Linked DNA regions of Bicyclus anynana: region 1 is linked to region 2. A link is a contact called in public Hi-C data. All regions are on one chromosome and are shown on one strand. Each heading gives the region's core, a stretch centred on a gene start, on an enhancer-like site or on the middle of the called end of the contact. The rest is flanking DNA. Distances are from core to core; before and after follow the strand shown. Region 1 holds the start of LOC112058229 (fibronectin type-III domain-containing protein 3a-like). Region 2 overlaps LOC112058229 (fibronectin type-III domain-containing protein 3a-like).

What was found. Hi-C and Micro-C count contacts between places; a contact is called where the count stands out from the background.
Region 1: a contact with region 2 is called in a Hi-C map of whole body, with 2.6 times the contacts expected there. The contact joins the promoter of LOC112058229 here to the enhancer-like site in region 2. A contact is called at or near these places in 2 of 2 Hi-C or Micro-C datasets (whole body and whole larva).

The regions. Positions count from the first base shown.
Region 1 is chr3:13,536,958-13,540,795 of ilBicAnyn1.1, reverse strand. LOC112058229 (fibronectin type-III domain-containing protein 3a-like) reads left to right here and starts at 1,278. Exons shown (of 8, transcript XM_052890106.1): 1 at 1,278-1,630.
Region 2 is chr3:13,497,687-13,501,478 of ilBicAnyn1.1, reverse strand. The region is part of intron 1 of LOC112058229 (fibronectin type-III domain-containing protein 3a-like); the gene reads left to right. Among protein-coding and RNA genes, the nearest start is that of LOC112058229, 40 kb to the left of the region's middle. Within about 2 kb of position 1,813, at least 7 of the 8 cell types and tissues checked have open chromatin away from gene starts, as enhancers often do.

The sequences.
Region 1 (3,838 bases), core at 29-2,528, 40 kb before region 2:
GGGCCATAATATATAGCCAATTTGAAGGTCTAATACAAAACAGCCAGGTCAGGACCGAAGGAAGGACCTTTTAAGAGAGGAATATGGAGCTTGGACGTACCATACTGGCCACTGCTCAATTTGAACTGGCGGGCGGATTAGGACAAATAAATTAAACTAATTATGTCCTTACGACTTGGTTCATAACGCGCCGAATAGATTAGTAGTAGATCAGTAGTAGATAGATTAGTAGAGATCTACTCCTCTAAAAGGCAAAAGCTAGAGATTTTAGGAGTAAATAACCCTCCTAGGAGCAATTCTGCTCGAGAACGTTGGCATTTCATTTTGCAGTTGCCTAGGGTGGAGTACGTTTATACTCGTATTATGGAAGATGAGAAGAATGAATACCTAGTACTAGTAGGTACAGTGAGTTGCCCTTACAGATCGGGTCAGCTGCTTCTGCCTGTCCTTAGAGATGCCTTGGCGTTGCGCTAATGATACTAGCTACTTTTACCGACGATTTTTGCCCCAAAACGATCACAGATTCTAATGATAATGTCTAACGTGTTCTTAGTTTTTCACCTCCGATTATAAAAAAATGGTAGGTATTGCAGGTTTGGCTGCTATGAATGTCTGTTTATTGGCAATGTAGCATTTAAATGGGAGAAGAATTAGTCTTAAGTGAGAGATCAAATTTGGATGTTTTAAATATTTTTAGAGATGTTTCTTAAACGTTTCATCAAGATCGGTTCAGCCTTTTACACGATCATGGAGGATGAACAAACGTATATTTTCAAATATACCCGATTGGGTATCTATCAAAAATATAAGCATGACCTTATATAATCAAAGATGATATAATTACAAACCATGATATAATTACAAACTAAGTTACATAAAAATTGGTCGAACTGCCAAAAGTTATGGCAACTAAGTATAATTGGTGAAAATCGCCTGAAAGTCAATCAATCAATAGTCTGTTTTATGTTTAGATAATATGTAAGTAGCCGGTAGATATTTACTAACTTTAGCACTCAGCACGTTACTACTACTGTCAACTGTATCTATTGTTTTTTTTTTGTGTTTTAGTTAGGCTAGGAATTCTATTAAGCAATGCGGTATGTAGTCTTATAGAAAGATGTCGCGTCAACAATGTAGGAGATGAGTGACCCGATACTGTTAGCGGAGTCCCTGACGACGGCGGCGGCGACGCCGACGGCGCGTTGCTAGGCGGCGCGGACGGGCGGCGGCGGAGCGTGCGGCGGCGCGGCGGCCACGTCGCGAGCGGCCCCCGCGCCCGGCGGAGGGACGAGGGAGAGAGCGCTCGCCGCGCGGTGCCTCACGCCTCAGTCACTCAGTACTCTACGCGGCTTCGTCCTCGGCGCCGGTGAGTCGCCGACACGCCGACAGCGCCCGACCTCTGGAACCCGACCGTTTATGACATTCGACAACCCCGCCCCGTGCATTTTTCCGAGTTGCATTTCGATCGGTGCGAAGAGTGAGTCGGCGGTGACCGATCGGTGACTCCTCCCGCGTTTATTTATGTTGTCGTTTTGGTGTGGTGAATATTTGTGCCGTACGGACGATAACCGGATTATCTGTGCGCCCGAGTTAGTGGATATTTTTACCGATCGACGGCTTTTCCTCGAAGGTGAGTGAATTTCTCGATTTGGCGAATGCGACCGTGTGTACACAGTGCAGTGCCGGGACGTCGGGTGGCCGCGACGTGGCGCCGGCCGTCGATACGCTCTGGAACATCGAGAAGGCGAGAGGCCCACCGGTGGCCGAACGTCTCTGCTCCCACAGGCCGTCGCACATGAAACATCCTTACACTAGATCCTTACTCCTCGCATTATTGCGTGGCATTGTTTTAAATTACCTTTAATGAGCGCTATGACGTCATGCACTAACAGGACGTGGTTCTTGGAAAGCGAAAGATATGCGAGTGGTTTTTCCGGAACGACTGCTATTTAGATTCTTGTTAGAATGCCCTATCCCACTATTCCATATGGTGGACGGAAACGAGTAGAGACGTGGAGGAGAGCGGGCGCAGGCGAGGGGAGGTACTGCGCGGCCCAGCGGCCGGTCAAGCGACCGCATTCCATATGGAATGTCGGACTATACGATACGCAATGTCAGTGTAGCTCTCAGTTAGCCTCTCGGCGGTACCACTGCATATTTGCAACATTGTAGCTGTTTCCCGTGGGTACAATGAATGCGTTCAATGCTTACCTACAGCGTATACCTACTTGGTAAATTGTAGGCGGTGATTGACATCGCGCAGGTCTCGTTACTACACCTACACTATCATTTATATTTAGCTATCAGCTATCACCATTTAGATTGATTTAAAATGCAGTTACTAGACCCCCCAATTATAAAAAACCTACCTACGTACCTACTAATTGAAAAAAAATAGAATCTGTTCTTCATACATTCCATACGGGCGTAGTTTTGTCATTCTACCCACATAAGCAGCAACGGGAAAACAGCTGAGCAGAATTTGATCAAACATTTTTCTATTGCTTATTTATTTTACCTAATATAATGAGATCCATATGAAGTAGAGATCTACCTTACCTACAATAATTTTCATTATATTCAATAGGTATTTTAGATATTACAGTCGTCATTAAAAAATGTCATAGGTATCCTACTTGTCAACCTACAAGGCCAGTTCCCCTACTTTACCTAAATGGGTAACTCATCAGCAGCGTCATCATCATCAGCCATATTTTTAATTAATAGTTTAAAGGAATAAGGAAAGTGTTACCCTACCCTAGACCCACTACCGACCTACACTATTTCAATACAGGTTACCATTAGACGTAAATATTATAACTAATACATTCATGTCTATGTATACATAAGTATAAAGTTAGGTATAAAATTATTGGTTTACTTAGTAATATATTTTTGTTGTTGATGGCGTTTAGTTGTGTTATTGTATAGTAGGTGTGCGCCAAACTTAGAGTCCGCTCTGAACACGAGGCGTATGGCTGCGCACTGTACGTAAACTTATACTTTGTAATGACTGCGCAAGTGCGCAGTACGGCGTATTGCAACTTCAGAGCGGTTTCAAAGTTTGGCGCACACTATACGTACCTAATCATTTATTTAATTAAGCATGCATGGTGACTCTTACTTACAAAAAAAATATTTGGGCATATTTAAATCTACCTACCTAAATAAATATTAAAATTTCAAACTCAAATAAATAAATAAACATGTGAAAACTAATTAAAATAAAGTAGCTAGTTAAAGAATTAACGCCGATACTTAAATGGTGTCTATGCACCACAATAAATCATAATTAGTTACACCATAGTTTTAATTTATTAAACAACGTTATCTTGTGCTCATTTTTCTTACATGAACGTTGCTTTAGATCTCGTAACAAAGCGGCCGAGTATGTGTTAGATAGTGCGTGCCATATTTCGACACTTGTCCCTCGCTTGTTCCGCCCTGTGCCCTACTATTACTATTACTTACAAAAAATCTACGTACGACTAGATAAGTACAATATTTATCCATTTGACCAATATTGCGTATGATTTTAGATAAATTGGTACGGTACCCTACTTACTAATGGGATTTTGATGACCTGTGGTGCAACAAGCCTTTACAAATGGTCTAGGTACGATTGATAATTAGTATCGTAATCAATTTAGGATTTAATTTTGTTGTATTGTAGGGGGTAATCTCTGGTTTTTCTGAACCTATTTTGAAAATTCTTGTACCATTAGAAAGCCAAGTTATTAGTGAGTGTCATAGGCTATATTTTATCCCTGTATTCTCACGGGAAAGGGAATAACGCAGAAGAAATTGAGGACGTCGCGTCGATTATATTTTATATTTC
Region 2 (3,792 bases), core at 564-3,063:
GTATGTATAATCATTGAATCCAGTAAAGCTAACGCATTAATTTGTCCAGGTCTGGCTGGTGGGAGGCTTCGGCCGTGGCTAGTTACCACCCTACCGGCAAAGACGTACCGCCAAGCGATTTAGCGTTCCGGTACGATGCCGTGTAGAAACTGAAAGGGGTGTGCATTTTCATCCTCCTCCTCACAAGTTAGCCCGCTTCCATTTTAGATTGCATCATCACTTTCCATCAGGTGAGATTGTCGTCAAGGGCTAACTTGTAAAGAATAAAAATAAAAAAAAAAATCCGAAGTAGGTAGGTACTAGGCATCTATGAAATGTTTTATTTTGCGGCATATTACCAATGTGCCGCAAAATCACTGTGGAACGCGTAGAGCCGTCTTCCAAGACAATAACAGAGAAAGTCCATCAGATGATGCGAAAGAACAGGCAATTATTCGTATCGGGCCTTTCACCCAACGCATTCACTCGGCATCTCTACTTCAGTATTCGTAGTATGTTACGCATTGATCTATCTTAATTGAGAAGTTGGTGCCGCGCCCGCGTGCGTGGCTATTAGGAGGTATATTAAGGCCTGCGTACATACGTCGTAAAGTAAAGAGATTCTATATTTTAGACAAAAAATCCTTTTTGTCCACTGGATTGTTGGCTTCAGTGGTTGATTGAGACTATCGTGCTATTGTCTAGACTAGATACACATGTTAGACGAGTGGCGTTGGAAACTAATAGTCGTACATCTCTAACTCGTGCGCAATAGCTTGACAACTGGCTACCAAACTCAATACAAACATCATTCGAGACAGGTGTCAAGTTAATCCACACGAGGTATATAGAAACATATCTATCCTAACAAGTCCTGACAAGCCAAGGCGCATACAAAACGCTACGCATCGGTGAATTGAAGGCGTCAAATAAGGGACCCGGAGGAAAGAATATAAGTCCTTACTTCAATTGAATTCCACTGTTCGCGTTGATGATTCCTTTAAGAATGTTACTACAAAATGTCCAATCTCAGAATATTTGCTTCATTAAACATCCGTCGAATGAATCGTCGTCGCATCGAGGACGTTTGTTCCACAAAATTTTCGGCAGTCATTTTATCTACACTTTATTTTCGTTTTCCATGAACAAAGTCCCACGTCTGCGGAGGCCCTTATGTAACCGCAGTTTATCTCTTTGGAGTAGGTAACTCTAGTGGTAAGGAAACCGCAGCGCGTGCGCGGCACTTTGAGCTTTTACTACCACCCGGAAATAGAATCACAATAAACTGTACCGACTTATATACATCTGGGTACACGCTCAAACAACATAATAACACGAGTACCTCTTGTAGTTGTACATTTTAGTACTTTAGTTGGAGATAACTGATTTAAAGTCCAGTTAGGCTTTATTCAGGCTTAACAAGACTAAGAGCCGGTCTTTTGATTAGTGTCTAATAGCTTTTTCAGAGTGTCGTCGTTGCCATTTCACATAGAGTAAGTCTTACAGAACTCTTCGACACCTATCACAGAAAGTGGTAACACCTTCCCTTAGCAGCTTCCTTAAACAAACACCATACACTGAAATAACAGCTTGTGAAAACGCTCTTCATTCTAAATATTGGGCGTATCAATGTAATTGGTCGCACCAAACATAATGATATCAAAAGCTTTGAATAAAAACAAGAAGCACGACGAACTCATAAAACGAAGAATGCCATCAGCTGCAACGACGTGTGGAAGGTCGCATTGAATGGAGGAGTTCTTTTACTATGCTCCAATAATGCCATACGAACTCGACTTTCATTCATAACTGTCGCGTGAATGAACTTCATTAAGGGCTGTTAATTGACCGACACGGCACTACGTGGACACGCGAGCCGCGTCATTGTGAACCATAGACGGGTTTGAATTGTCGCATAACTTTGTGAAATACATATTTTTTACCCATGACGTCGATACACTCGAAGATCGGCGAAGCTCCGGTCCGTCGGCGCCTTTGATTCTCTTTATTATAATAGTTGTTGAGAGTCGAGTGGGAACGCGCGTATTAGCGTAGGTGGCGCTATCGCTGCAACGGAAGCGTCGTCATCCTGCGGGAGATAAGCGCTCATCTGCGACACGGTTTTATCGAATCGAAACACCCTGCGATTGTTTCCTCGTAACATCACCAACCCGAAATTGCAGTCACACCGGCAATTTGCATACGTGAATAGCTCGCCGCGTTGTGCACTGAATAGAATCGATTTCGAAACTTGTGTGTAAGCTAATAATGCTAATGACACTTTTTTCACATTAGCTCAATTTGAATTGCGTGCGCGCATTCCGCGTTGACGGCACAATATGTATTGCCGTTTGTGCTCCATTTCTGTTATCACGTTGGTAATAATAAAATCGTATTCATTATTCGCAATTCGAATAGTTAATGGCATGATATGGGGTATGATGGGGGCAATATACATATTCGATAGTACATGAGCATCAGTTGTTTAGGGAAAACCAAATTATAACTATACCGTTCCAGTTTCTACAGTCGTCACTTGCGTGACAGTTATCGCTGGAATGTGAACTTTTGTCAGTACACATTTGTTATCTCGCTCCAAATAACCTAAAATAACAATACATCAAAACATTTTGCCCTATCTTGGAGCATAACAAAAAATATCTCACTTACTGTATATTAGTAACGAAACAAATTATATTATAAATAATTTTGTTTAAATTCTACATAAGGTTTCAAAATAATTTCTACGACTTTTAGTTAGGTACGTTTTTAAAATTAGAAGAAAGTATAGATCAAGTTGCGTGTTTGATGTGTGAAAAATAAATGAATCAATAATAATTAATTAATTAATTAATATAAATAGGTACCTACCCAGCCGTATATACCTACTCATAGGTACTTTTTATCTCGTATTGTGGTCATTCATCAATCAGCTCGGTCACTGCAACATGACAACTAGAATGACATTAACAACGGCCCGCACCTTGGTTTGCCAACTACAAGTACATATTTTACAGGATATCTTACACTTCGGTATAACTACAAAAGAAAACTGTGCAATAAGCAAGAAATAAAATGATAGGAGAGCGTTATTTTATGTTTAAGTCTAGACACTCATGAAACATTCGAATAGAAAAGGTTTTAAAAACTATTGAAACTTTTTTTGAAATTGAATTTTAACACAAATATTTCTTGCCGGCGTCGGTCGTGGCTAGTTACCCTATCGGCAAAGATGGTACAATGTCGTGTAGAAACCGGAATGGGTGTGAATTTTCCGCTTCCAACTTAGATTGCATTATCACTTACCATCAGGTGAGATTGCAGTTAAGGGCTAATTTGACAAAAAAAAAACAGTGTCTGTAACACAGGAAGGATGGAAACCCTACGCGACGAACCGCGGTGCGTGTCATCTACTCGTACTCGTGTCTCGTATCATGAACAATTTGGAGGTCGATGATCGATCCTAATACGGCGGTGATACTTATACGTGTTGAAACAACGCTCAATACGCTACAAACGCATTTATGAATGTGTGGGTAATAAATAATAATAGTAAGAGATCCGGCATAAGAAATATATTATAATAAGATATCTATACTTATAATAAGACTGGTCGAATTCTATACATTTAGTCGCAATTTGAGATTTTACTTATACCATTTGTAACAACAATGGCAACAATTAGCGTGGCATAACGGATGACAGTGCCATCTAGAATCAATACTTATAATACAAAATCTGTACATTCTGTACATTGAAGATATTTTGAAAATTTTTATTGGGGGCATTATATAATCGATACTGAAGCTAAAA